Linked DNA regions of Bos taurus: region 1 is linked to region 2. Evidence: chromatin contacts called from public Hi-C data. All regions are on one chromosome and are shown on one strand. Each heading gives the region's core, a stretch centred on a gene start, on an enhancer-like site or on the middle of the called end of the contact. The rest is flanking DNA. Distances are from core to core; before and after follow the strand shown.

Region 1 (5,453 bases), core at 169-2,668, 180 kb before region 2:
GATTTCTCTGGAAGGAATGATGGTAAAGCTGAAACTCCAGTACTTAGGCCACCTCATGCGAAGAGTTGACTCATCGGAAAAGACTCTGATGCTGGGAGGGATTGGGGGCAGGAGGAGAAGGGGACGACAGAGGATGAGATGGCTGGATGGCATCGCTGACTCGATGGACGTGAGTCTGAGTGAACTCTGGGAGTTGGTGATGGACAGGGAGGCCTGGCGTGCTGCGATTCATGGGGTCGCAAAGAGTCGGACACGACTGAGCGACTGAACTGAACTGAACTGAACTGGAGCAAATGCCAGAGTGTCCACAGTTTTGCAGATGGAGAAACCAAAGTTCAGAAGGTCGAAGACATTTCCCCAGGGCCACACAGCTAGGAAATGGAGGAGTGAGGATTTGACATCTTCGCTCACAGGCTCTTCCCAATTTTACGGGTGGAAAAATTGAGGTTCAGAGAGGTTAAGCCACTTGCTTAAGGTCACACAGCTGGTGATATGGCTGAGGCAGATTTCAAACCCAGTTTGGTTTCAAGCTAAAGCTTGATTTGATTTTGTGTTTTGTCCCCTGTGGCCTGGCCTGTCCATCACTCAGGTCCCCAGGTGCAGGAGGGAATGGGGTCCTGACCTCCTGACCTGGGCCATCCCCAGGAACTGTCACACATTGGCTCCAGAAATGTAGCCCCACCGGTCTGGGCAGCATGGGCCCTGGCAGGGCAGGGAGGAAGTAGGCTTGGTCGTGGGGAGGGGAGTTTTGGAGTTGGGTTGGGCAGCCTGTCCTGCAGTGGAGATCCCAGGCCTGGCAGAGCCAGTCTGGCCCCAGGACCCCACCCAGCTCCACTCTCTGCCCTGACAGCATGACCTCCTCACTGGGTGGCCCTCACAGCTCCATCTGGGAGGCCCAGGGATGGGCTTGAAATGAGGCGTCCAGAGATGTAGAGTAGGTTGTGCCGGCAAGCCATCCAGGGTTCACGATGAGGCTCAGATCTGCAAGATGCTATTAGGGTGCAGTGTGGCTGGGCCAGAGGGGCCATCAGCCTGTGGGTGAAGCCAGGTCCAAGAGGCCCCTGCTGAGCAGAGGGTTAACCCCTCCATGGCTGGGTCCTGCAGAAGGGCCAGGGTGGCCAGGGGCAGTGGAGGCTCAGTGCTGCCACTTTTCAGGCACTGGTCAGGAGCTGTTCTCATGTTTTGACAGCAGACACCGTCATGCAGGTACACAGCCCTCCAGAGAGGGCTGGCAGGAAGGTCATCTGAGCCGCAGATGCCCACTTGGGGGGCATCAGGGTGGGGCTTCCTGGCAGGCAGTGGGGAGGTGGCCAGGTTGGGGCAGCCTGCCAGGGGCCCCAGGCGAGTTCAGGCCAGAGGCACATTCCTGGGGGATGACTCGGGCAGGCACAGGGGTGACTCACCGTGGACCCTCTCTTGTCTCTGCTGCCAGAGGCCAGCCTCCTCCCTGGTCCCAGGGGGGCCGTGGTGGGGAGCTCACCGGCCCAGGGCTGAGTGTGACTCAGCCCATCTGGACTGGACGGCCAGCATGATTTTCCATCCATTGCATTGTTCTGCGAGGAAAGTAAATACATGTTACAAAACACGGGGTGAAGCCAGGCCAGCCCCCTCCTGTCCCCTTGGAGGGCGGGGAGGAGAGGGCCCTCCACGCCACGCCATCACGGAGCACTGGCTCATCCACATTTTACAGATGGGGACGCCAGGTTCAGAGAGGTTAAGCCACCAACCCAAGGTCACACTCTGGGCAGGATTCAGACTGAGGTTGGCCTCAAGCTACAGCCTGCGGGTTCTTCCCCAGAGGGTGTAGACCAGGCCTGCCCATGTGCTGCATCTCTCTGCTCACAGCTGTGTCTCTCAGGGCAATCCAGAGACCCACAAGCTTTAGCATCCTGGGGTGGGGGGGGTGGGGGGGGTATGTGCTTGTTAACATGCAGATGCTGAGGCTCTAGCCAGACCCACCAGCTGCAATCTCAGATGGGGGCCCTGGAATCTGCATTTCTGAATGCCCTCTAGGTGGGGGTGAAGCTGTACCCCTGGAGATGGGAGAACAGCTGTCTGTCCACAGAAAGCCTGGGCCTCTGCCCTGGGAGGAGAGGCTCCATGGTGAGGAACTGGCCTTCCATCCTGCACACCCCTCTCTCTGCGGGAATGCTGCCCTTCTTGTTTCAAACTGGTTCACCGAAACACCTGAGCCAGCCAGGGAGTGAGCGAGCACCTCTCCAGCTGCTGGGGAAACAATGATCGCAAACAGGGAGGGTGTGGGTGACCTTTCAGATGTGGTGGCCTCCTGGGAGACAGCCGCCTGGCCCAGCTCTAGGCAGGGGACGGGGTTCAGGGGCCAAAGGTGGCCTAGTTGCCAGGGAACAGAACAGCTGGGCAGGTACCATCCCTTCAGGGTGAACGTCAAGTCAACCCCCCGGGGAAAGCAAACACGCTCCCCGAGCCCCCACCCCACGGCACAGGCAGAGCAGATGAGTCACTTGGCATACGAGGGCTCCTCGAAACCAAGCAAATCCCATCTGCCCACAGGAGGATCCACAGGGGCCAGATCCCAGCTCCCACCCCATCCGGCCTACCCACAGAGTGTCTTGCACACGTGTGTACACATGTGCACACACTCACACACACACACACACATGCTGCACCAGCTCAGAAACCCAGATTCTAGAGGCTGGAGGGAAGAGGGATGGTGAAGGACAACTCAGTTCCTCCCAAAATCTACTCATTCTCCCCAAAGCACTTGGGCCGGGCCCAGCTGAGTCAGCCCATGAGGGTGGAGACGGGTGGGGGTCCGAGAGCACGGGGCCAGAGCAGGCTAAGCCAGGAACCAGCCCAGCTGGCACTGGGCCTCTCGGGGCCTCAGCGAGCTTCCCTGGAAGATAAGAGAGCTTCCTCTTGGGAGGGAGGGTCCTCGGGGAGTCAGTGGGGGTCTCTGGGGAGTGTCAACCTGCTGAAGTATATTGGCTACATGCTGTGTTGCCTGGCATAGAGTCGGTCCTCAATAATGGAGAAATGGCATTAATATCATCAATGTCAAACATCATCAGTGTCACGGCTGTTACAGCAGCTGAGCTATCAGCCTGCTCACCTGGAGGTCCCTAGTCTGGTTCCCTCCCAGAAGCCAAACTTCACTTTTCTAGGTGTAGGGAAGGAGGATTTGGAAGTTGGGAGAAGTCTGGAGTTCTGCATTGTCCTGTAATTGCTTGTAACCCTCAGCCTCACAAGCATGGAGCCTCCACCTGCAGAGGTCAACCCCTCCCATTTGTGGGACCCTCACTCAGGGCCTAGGGGCATGCCAAGTGCTTAACACATGGGATCTCACCTAGGAGGTGGATACTATAGTTGTGTCCATTTCACAGACGGGGAAAACTGAGGCTCAGAAGGACAAAATGACCTGCGTACAAGCTGCAACAGCTGAAAGGGACTGAGTGAGAACTCCAGGGCTCCCTGGGCTGCTGCCCCTACCCCATCTTTGGAGCCCTGATAAGGTTCATCTCCCTAGACTCAGCCCAGTTGGCTTTGTAGTTGCTGTCTCTTTGTCTCCAGCCTTAGACTATCAGCAACTTGAAGGTAGGGAGGCTTCCTTCCTTAACATGGGTTCTATTTTGCCCAAATGTTGTATCTTCCATAATCCTTATCAACCAGTATCTTTCAGTCCAGTAAGGAAGACTGGCAAAGAAGGAGGTTAACACCATAGAGTGTAGTGGACCCTAACAGAGGGGCATGAAGTGGGGAGTGGAGGCAGGGAAGGGTCTGGGAAGTAGGAATGCTAGGCTTGGGTCATTTTGAAATGAGTCTTTTAAAAGTAACTAAAGGACTTCCCTGGTGGTTCACTGGTTAAACCTCTGCATTTGCAATGCAAGGGGTACAGATTCAATCCCTGATTGGGAAATTAAGATCCCACATGCCACATGGCTAAAAAATAGAAAGTAATTGAAAAAAGACATTGAAAAATTAATCCAAGCACATATAAAAACAATATCCAAAGGAACTTTTAAAAAATAAGACAAAATCCAAACACTATGAAAGAGCGTACAATGAAAATTCAGATTTGTCTCCTGAGGGGACTCATGGCTAACAGAGTCTTGTGGATCCTTCCAGAAATTTTCTGTACATATGGGCATATATATTCTCTGTTTCTCTCTCACACTTTGCTCCTGGCGCCTGACAACGAATTCCACATCTCATTCATTTCCAGCTGCACGGTCTTCCAGAGTAGATGCACTCTGGGTTATTTAACCACCTGATCCCCATCCCAGTGGCCATCAGGCTGTTTCCAGGATCTCCTCCCTAGCAACGGTGCTGCCGTGAATGACCCCAATTTACTCTCCAAGGGAAAGGCAATCCGGAGAAGGAAGGAAAAGAGTTTCCATGCAGAGTTGTGCCATAAAACAGGGGGTTGGACAGTATTCCCTCCTGAGCCCTTTGGCTCACTTAGGGGCACAGGAAGGGGTCCAGGCTGAGCAAGTTTTGTCCTGACTTCAGGCCAAGTCTAGACCCCAAGTCACCCCCACCACCACCACCACCAAGCTGTGTGTTCTGAAGCCTTGGGCTCCTCCCTGACACCTATTCCCAATGGACTTGTAGTCTGGACTTATAGTCTCTAGGTCTCCTGCATTGCAGGTGGATTCTTTACCATCTGAACCACCAGGGAAGCCCAATGCTTGTAGTGGGACTCTAGGTCCCACCCCACTCCCACCCCCGGAGCTAACCTCAGACTAGGGGAGGGAAGTCCCTTCAGGTTGGAGGGAATTGCTCAAGCACTAAGCTGCCTGGTGGGGAACTCCCCATCTAGAAGGGGCATCTGATAGAGAAGCCAGGGCAGTGCTAAGTTCAAAGAGGAGAGAAGGGTTAGGTGTGGCTGGAAGGTCTGTACAGGGTTCCCTATCTGAGAGCTGCAGGCAATATCCCTCACTCCTGGTTTCTCATAGAGGGGCCAGGGACCACCAGGGGGACTTGCTAAAAGTTTAGACTCCTGAGACCCTTCCTGCACACGGCCCCCCAATCAGAAGGGGGGTCATGCCCCGGAATCTGCATTTTACAAGCTCCCCTGGGGAAGCTGAGCTGCTGCTCCTCCCAGGGTCCTTTATCCTTTTTAGGTCTTCAGATCCCAACTTGAGTTTGAGTTTGTCAATGTATTGTTAGTAGTATTAGCATGTGTCTTTCCCCCTCCCTTAAGAGAAAGGCCTTTTACTGTTTTTGTTTTTTTTCCCTTTCCTCATCTACGTAGCAGAACCAGGCAGCCACGGCTGGGAGAATACCTGTATCTGTGGAATGAGCCAATGAACGAGCCCACTGAAAGCGATAGACTCTTGCCCTCAAAATGTGCATTTGGACACACACACATTTTGAAAGCAACTGTAGGAGGATCCACAGACCCCCTTAAGCCCACCGCAGCTACCCCCTAACAAATAAGGTTTTCCCAGAATCTCTGTAACACTTCAACACTGAAG
Region 2 (5,245 bases), core at 2,081-4,580:
TCCCTCGGGGGCGGGGTGGGGGGGTGTGTGGTAAGATGCGCAAGGAACATAAAATCTGCCATGTCAACCATTTTTAAATGTACAGTTCCGTGGCATTGACTCTATTCCTAATGCTGTACAAACCATCCCCACTGTCTATTTCCAAAGGTTTTTCATCACCTGGAACAGAAACCCTGTCCTCCCCTCCCCCAGCCCCTGGTGAGCTCTCATCTACTTCCTGTCTCTATATTTGCCTGGTCCAGACATTTCATAGGCGTGGAATCACACAGTATTTGTCTTGTGTGTCTTTCCACTTGGCTTCGTGTTTCCAAGGCTCCAGTGTTGTGCTGTGTGTCAGGACTGCATTCCTTTTCATGGATGAATTCTATTCTGTTGTATGGATACACTTCATTGTATCCATATTGTCTGTTGTTTATCCAATTGTTTATCCATTTTGTCTGTTGATGGACACTTGGGTTGTTCCACCCTTTTCGCCAGTGTGCACAGGTGCAAGTGGTTAGAGGTAGAAAAGACAACACCCAGGCCTCAACCCCCGTGAGCTAGTACAGGCTTTTCCATCCCAGGTTAAACCATAATTGTCTGGAAGAGTAACTGCCGAGGTAATTGTAGAAATGAAAAAAACACAAAATTAAGTGAAGTGGATATGGTTCCAACTGAACTAACCAGGGCGCTTGGCAGCCTTGGCAGTTTTCCGGTTTAGAGTTATTTCAGGTGTATTTCTAGGCATGGCTGGGGGTGTGGGTGACTTCTGGTGTGGACATGCCCTGGCTGCATGTGATGACCCTGGGTCGGTGCTTGCACTCAGGACTGTGTGTGGTGAGGGGTCAAAGGGAAGAGCAGGGGGTACAATCAGAAAATCATGTCCCTGCCCCCAGCTCTAAGCGTTCTGGGCTCCTGGGAGCATGACGTGCACAAGGCCAGTAGATGTCTGGTGTGTGAACTCCTTGGGCTGTACCTGGAGAAAGGCCCAGGTGATGCTAGACCGGAGGCGTTAATCTCTTTAGAACCACACTGCTTTAGAGCCCAGTGAGGGCCAGGAGCACCCACACCCTATTCTGACGGGACAGTCCAGGGTTCATGGATCCCTGGAGCCTGCATTTAACAGACCTCAGGAGGAGACCCAGAGGAAGTGACCCAGGCCCCAGCGGGGTCGTCGGCCAGTTCCTCTGACAAGTCTGGAATCAGGACAGTTTGATTTCGCTGGAAGATGAACAGCTCCTCGTCCTCGCAGTCTGACTGTGGACAGATGAGAAGGCTTTGGGTTAAACGGCCGGAGGCAGAGCCAGGAGGGCCTCAGCTTCCACCCACCTGCCCTGCCCCGGGCTCTCCGACTGTCTGGGGGGACCAGTTCTCTTCCAAAGGGCCTTGCTGACACCGATTTCAGAGGCTGACTTAGAAATGGGCTCAGCAGCACCACCTGCTGGAGGTGAGATCCAGGGCACCCAGTTCTGGGTTACCTGCCACCGGCTAAGCCCAGTTAATGCCTGGCACAGAATGAGCAGGGCAATGAGGTGACAGCTTGGTACTTCACTTACATGACACAGAGCTCTCCGGTTAGCATCGTGTCTGTCATGGGAGGAAAGGACAGTGGGGGCCTTAGAAGATGTCGGAAGAAGGTGCTTGCTTACCGCAGAGGAATCAGAGTCCAGAGACGGGAGCTGGTGCTTGACGGCCTCAAGGATGGCATCCCAGGGGTTGGGCAGTGAGGGCCGCCCATCTTCATCAGGAGATGCCATGGGGTGCCTCTCAGCGTACCATCATCCAAGGAACCTTGCAGAGGACATGGAGTGAGGTGAGGGGGGTCCCAGAGACAAGGGTCCAGAGCTCAGGGTGCTGACTTTTCAAAGCATACACATACCATCCCTTGCCTTGGGAGGTGTAAACAGATTGGGGACCACATACCCCATCTCCCTTCTAGTTGGCAGGCTCCTGTTACTGAGTGCCAGGCACTGTGCCATCATGTACTGTGTGTGTATGTCCGCGTGCACAATGCAGGATGGAGCCACAGATGAATGGATATGGTGATAGTTTACAATAATATGTAGATATATGTACTTGATATGTGGGTATATGGATATGTACAGAATGATACATATATATATAGATATATGTATAGATATATGATACATATAGATATATGTAAACCATATATGTCCAATATAACATAGATACTATTATTATCTACAGACAGAATTTGTATCAAAGTCAGAGGGGATTTCAAGCCACTACTTTTTACTGCCCCCTTACAAAGGAACAGAATAGACATTTTGGAGTCCCCAGAACACTTTTTTTGGAGTTGACACTCAAATTATCAGGCACTTGGCCAACACACCCCTTTTGTATCCCAGAGTCTTAACAGACCCCCTTCAGGGGTCAAGGAGGCTTAGAAATGTGGGGTGATGGCACTTTAGAGCTGGCGTCTTGAGAGTACTTGCAGCCTGAGAGGCCTCTGTCACTATAAAATGGGAAGAGGACACTCCTGCCCCAGCCCTGGCCCCCAACAAGGGAAGCAGCAGGCGAGGTGAATGGGGGCTTTTTGCTTTTTCTGTGCTCACAAGAGTGGGGCAGGAGCTTGGTGTACCCTGATCTGGGAACAGCAGGGCAGGTCTCGTATATACATCACATGATGTTCTCCGGCTGCAGGGCAGATCAGAGGGCAACAGAATCACCTGGTTGAAGGGGACAACCAGAAACTCTTAAGTTCTCCAGGAGGACAAGGTAACAGAGGAAGAAAAGGCATTACAGGCTGCGGCAAGAGCACCTAAGAGCTCAGAGGAGTGAAAAGTACCCAACGTGTTGGGGAAAGAAATTTTCAGTTGCTGGAGTTTGCGGTGCAAACGGACCAGACCGTGAAGGGTCCTGAACACCAGGTTGAGGAGCGTCGCTCACCGAACGGACTGCCGAAGGCTACGCGAAGCAGCAGCCCCAGTCCGGCAGAATCCTGACGGTTCCTCCACGTCCGTTTCTTGGCTGCAGCCCGTTAGCCCCGCCCACCGCCGGACCGCGGGTTGTTATGACAACTGGACGCCACCGTCCACTCGGGTGGGGCTTTTAAATTCTAAAGTTCGGAAACAGGAAACCATCGCGCGTCCTCCCACCGATTTCCCAGCTCGTTTCCCCAGCCCCCACCCCGTCCACCACCCAACATATATCTCCGCAGCTGCGGCCTCGGTCTCCGCCTCTCTTCCCGGCCTCGACAAGGACGAAAACGGCCCGCCGCCTTTTCGGTCGTGTTCTCCTGCTTGGGCAGCGGCGCGATTACTGAGGCCGTCGCCGCCTTCGGAATCCCGGCTCCGCAGTCTTACATCACTGGACGGCCAACTCCTTCCCACCCACCCCCCCGCTCGTCTTTCGGGACTTAGCGCGTCCTGCCGCTCCTGAAACACGATTTGTTCCCCTGGCCAGCGGAGGGGCGGAGCAAGGCGGACTCCCCCTGCTCATTGGCTGCTGCGGGCGTCACACAGCAAGCCGGGCTAGCTGACCGGAAGGTCCGGGTGCGGGACGGACGAGAAATCCACAGCGCCGGGAGAGGCCGAGGGGCACCCGCGAGCGTCCCGGCGTGCTCCGCGCCTCCCGCAACCACTTCCGGGGCGGGAGCGGGCCGCTGGGTCCGCGCGCTGTGGCGGCGACCGGCGCGTAGGGAACCCGAGCGGGCGCGGCCGAGGGAGCGCGGCGGCGAGCGTCGGTCCAGGGCTGCCCGGGGCCCGAGGCCCAGCGCGGGGAGGCTCCGCGGCGGCCCGGCCCCTGCCTGGTGCTCGCACCTGCTGCCCGTTCGCGGGGCGTCCCAGCCCTGCCGCTGGTTCGCCGCGGAGTTTACAGCTCAGAGCGTCCTCTTCGCAGCTGAGGAGCCGGGACGGAAAGCCACGTGTGGGGTAAGGTTACTGGGAGGAGGCGTCGGCGCTTGGGTAGTTCCCTAGGTTACCCTCCCTGGGGCCGGAGAACGAGGTGGGGATGTCTGGAGGCAGCGGAAGGCCCACGCCCCGGGGCAGGACGCGGTGCCCTCGGGCTTTTACAGACCTCCCTGTGGGCGTGACGGTCACCACCAACGTCATTTGTTGTTGTTATTTACTACTTTGGTGTGCTTTAAAAGTAACAGATACTTAGCATTTTACCAAACGGACAGAACGCAAAGGTGGAAGGAAAATTAAAAGATCTCATTCCCAGTGCTACTTCCTGGAGATAAATTCTAGAAACGATAAGCAAAAGATTTTCGACAAGTATACGTGATATATACCTGGATATGACTTTGTTCCTAAGGAATACCCGGTTGTTTTAGAGCGTCTGGCATGGAGCAGGGTGATAAAGCAGCTTTACGGTCCCTGGGCATCCGCGTTCTCGTTCCATGATTCTGATAGCCCCTCAGCGTTGTGCCCGGTTTCAGACAGTTGAAAGTGAAAGTCGCTCAATCGTGTCTGACTCATGGGGTCTGACAGACCTCATGGACTGTCCATGGAATTCTCTAGGCCAGAATACTGGAGTAAGTAGCCTTTTCTTCTCCAGGGGATTTTCTGAACCCAGGTCTCCCGCACCGCGGACGGATTTTTTTACCGGCTGACCCACAAGGGAAGCCTAAGAATACTGGAGTGGGTAGCCTATCCCTTCTCCAGCTCATCTTCCTGACCCAGGAATCAAACCGGGGTCTCCTGCATTAAGGTGGATTCTTTACTAACTGAGCGAGCCTCCAATAAAAGAGAATGTGGGTCCTACCCTGGAGGAGGCATTTGGAGTAGAAGAGACACCCCCAAAGAAGGCTGAAGGGGTGTTCTGAAAGGAGCGCAGAACTGACACTCAGCTGATTTGGATTCTTGTTCAGGTTTGGCGGCCAGGATCGTTCAGCTGCTGTGGGCGGCAGTCTGCTGCGGCAGGAGTGTGACCATCGCGTTTCATCCCCTGGAACTACCAGGAAGGAAAGACCTAACCGACCCCAGCATCCCCCTCCACAGCGATGTCGGAGCTCAGCGATGAAGCCAGTGAGCCAGAGCTGCTGAACCGCAGCTTGTCCATGTGGCACGGGCTGGGCACGCAGGTCGGCCGGGAGGAGCTAGCTGTCCCCCTGGATCTTCACACAGCGGCTTCCATTGGCCAGTACGAGGTGGTGAAGGAGTGTGTGCAGCGGTAAGAGGTCTTGGGAGGCATTCCTTCCTCTTGGATGTTTGAGCACCATGGCCCAGGTGGAGTCATCAGGAGACTAGTGAGGCCTGGCCCACAGCTGTAGACATTTAACCCATGGGTAGATTATGGACTT

Evidence for each region. A called contact is a pair of places that touch in the nucleus more often than the background predicts.
Region 1: a Hi-C map of an unstated tissue shows a contact between it and region 2, with 6 times the contacts expected there. The contact joins the enhancer-like site here to the promoter of DNAAF8 in region 2. A contact is called at or near these places in 2 of 11 Hi-C or Micro-C datasets (skeletal muscle and an unstated tissue).

The regions. Positions count from the first base shown.
Region 1 is chr25:3,998,131-4,003,583 of ARS-UCD2.0, reverse strand. No RefSeq gene overlaps it. Among named protein-coding and RNA genes, the nearest start is that of PPL, 4.2 kb to the right of the region's middle. Within about 2 kb of position 1,418, at least 42 of the 102 cell types and tissues checked have an H3K27ac peak or open chromatin away from gene starts, as enhancers often do. A contact at or near this core is called in skeletal muscle, where this site is marked.
Region 2 is chr25:3,818,809-3,824,053 of ARS-UCD2.0, reverse strand. DNAAF8 (dynein axonemal assembly factor 8) reads right to left here and starts at 3,330. Exons shown (of 10, transcript NM_001435358.1): 1 at 2,890-3,330; 2 at 1,629-1,770; 3 at 1,108-1,236. The coding sequence starts at 1,736. ANKS3 (ankyrin repeat and sterile alpha motif domain containing 3) reads left to right here and starts at 3,807. Exons shown (of 17, transcript NM_001206229.1): 1 at 3,807-3,872; 2 at 4,814-5,115. The coding sequence starts at 4,946.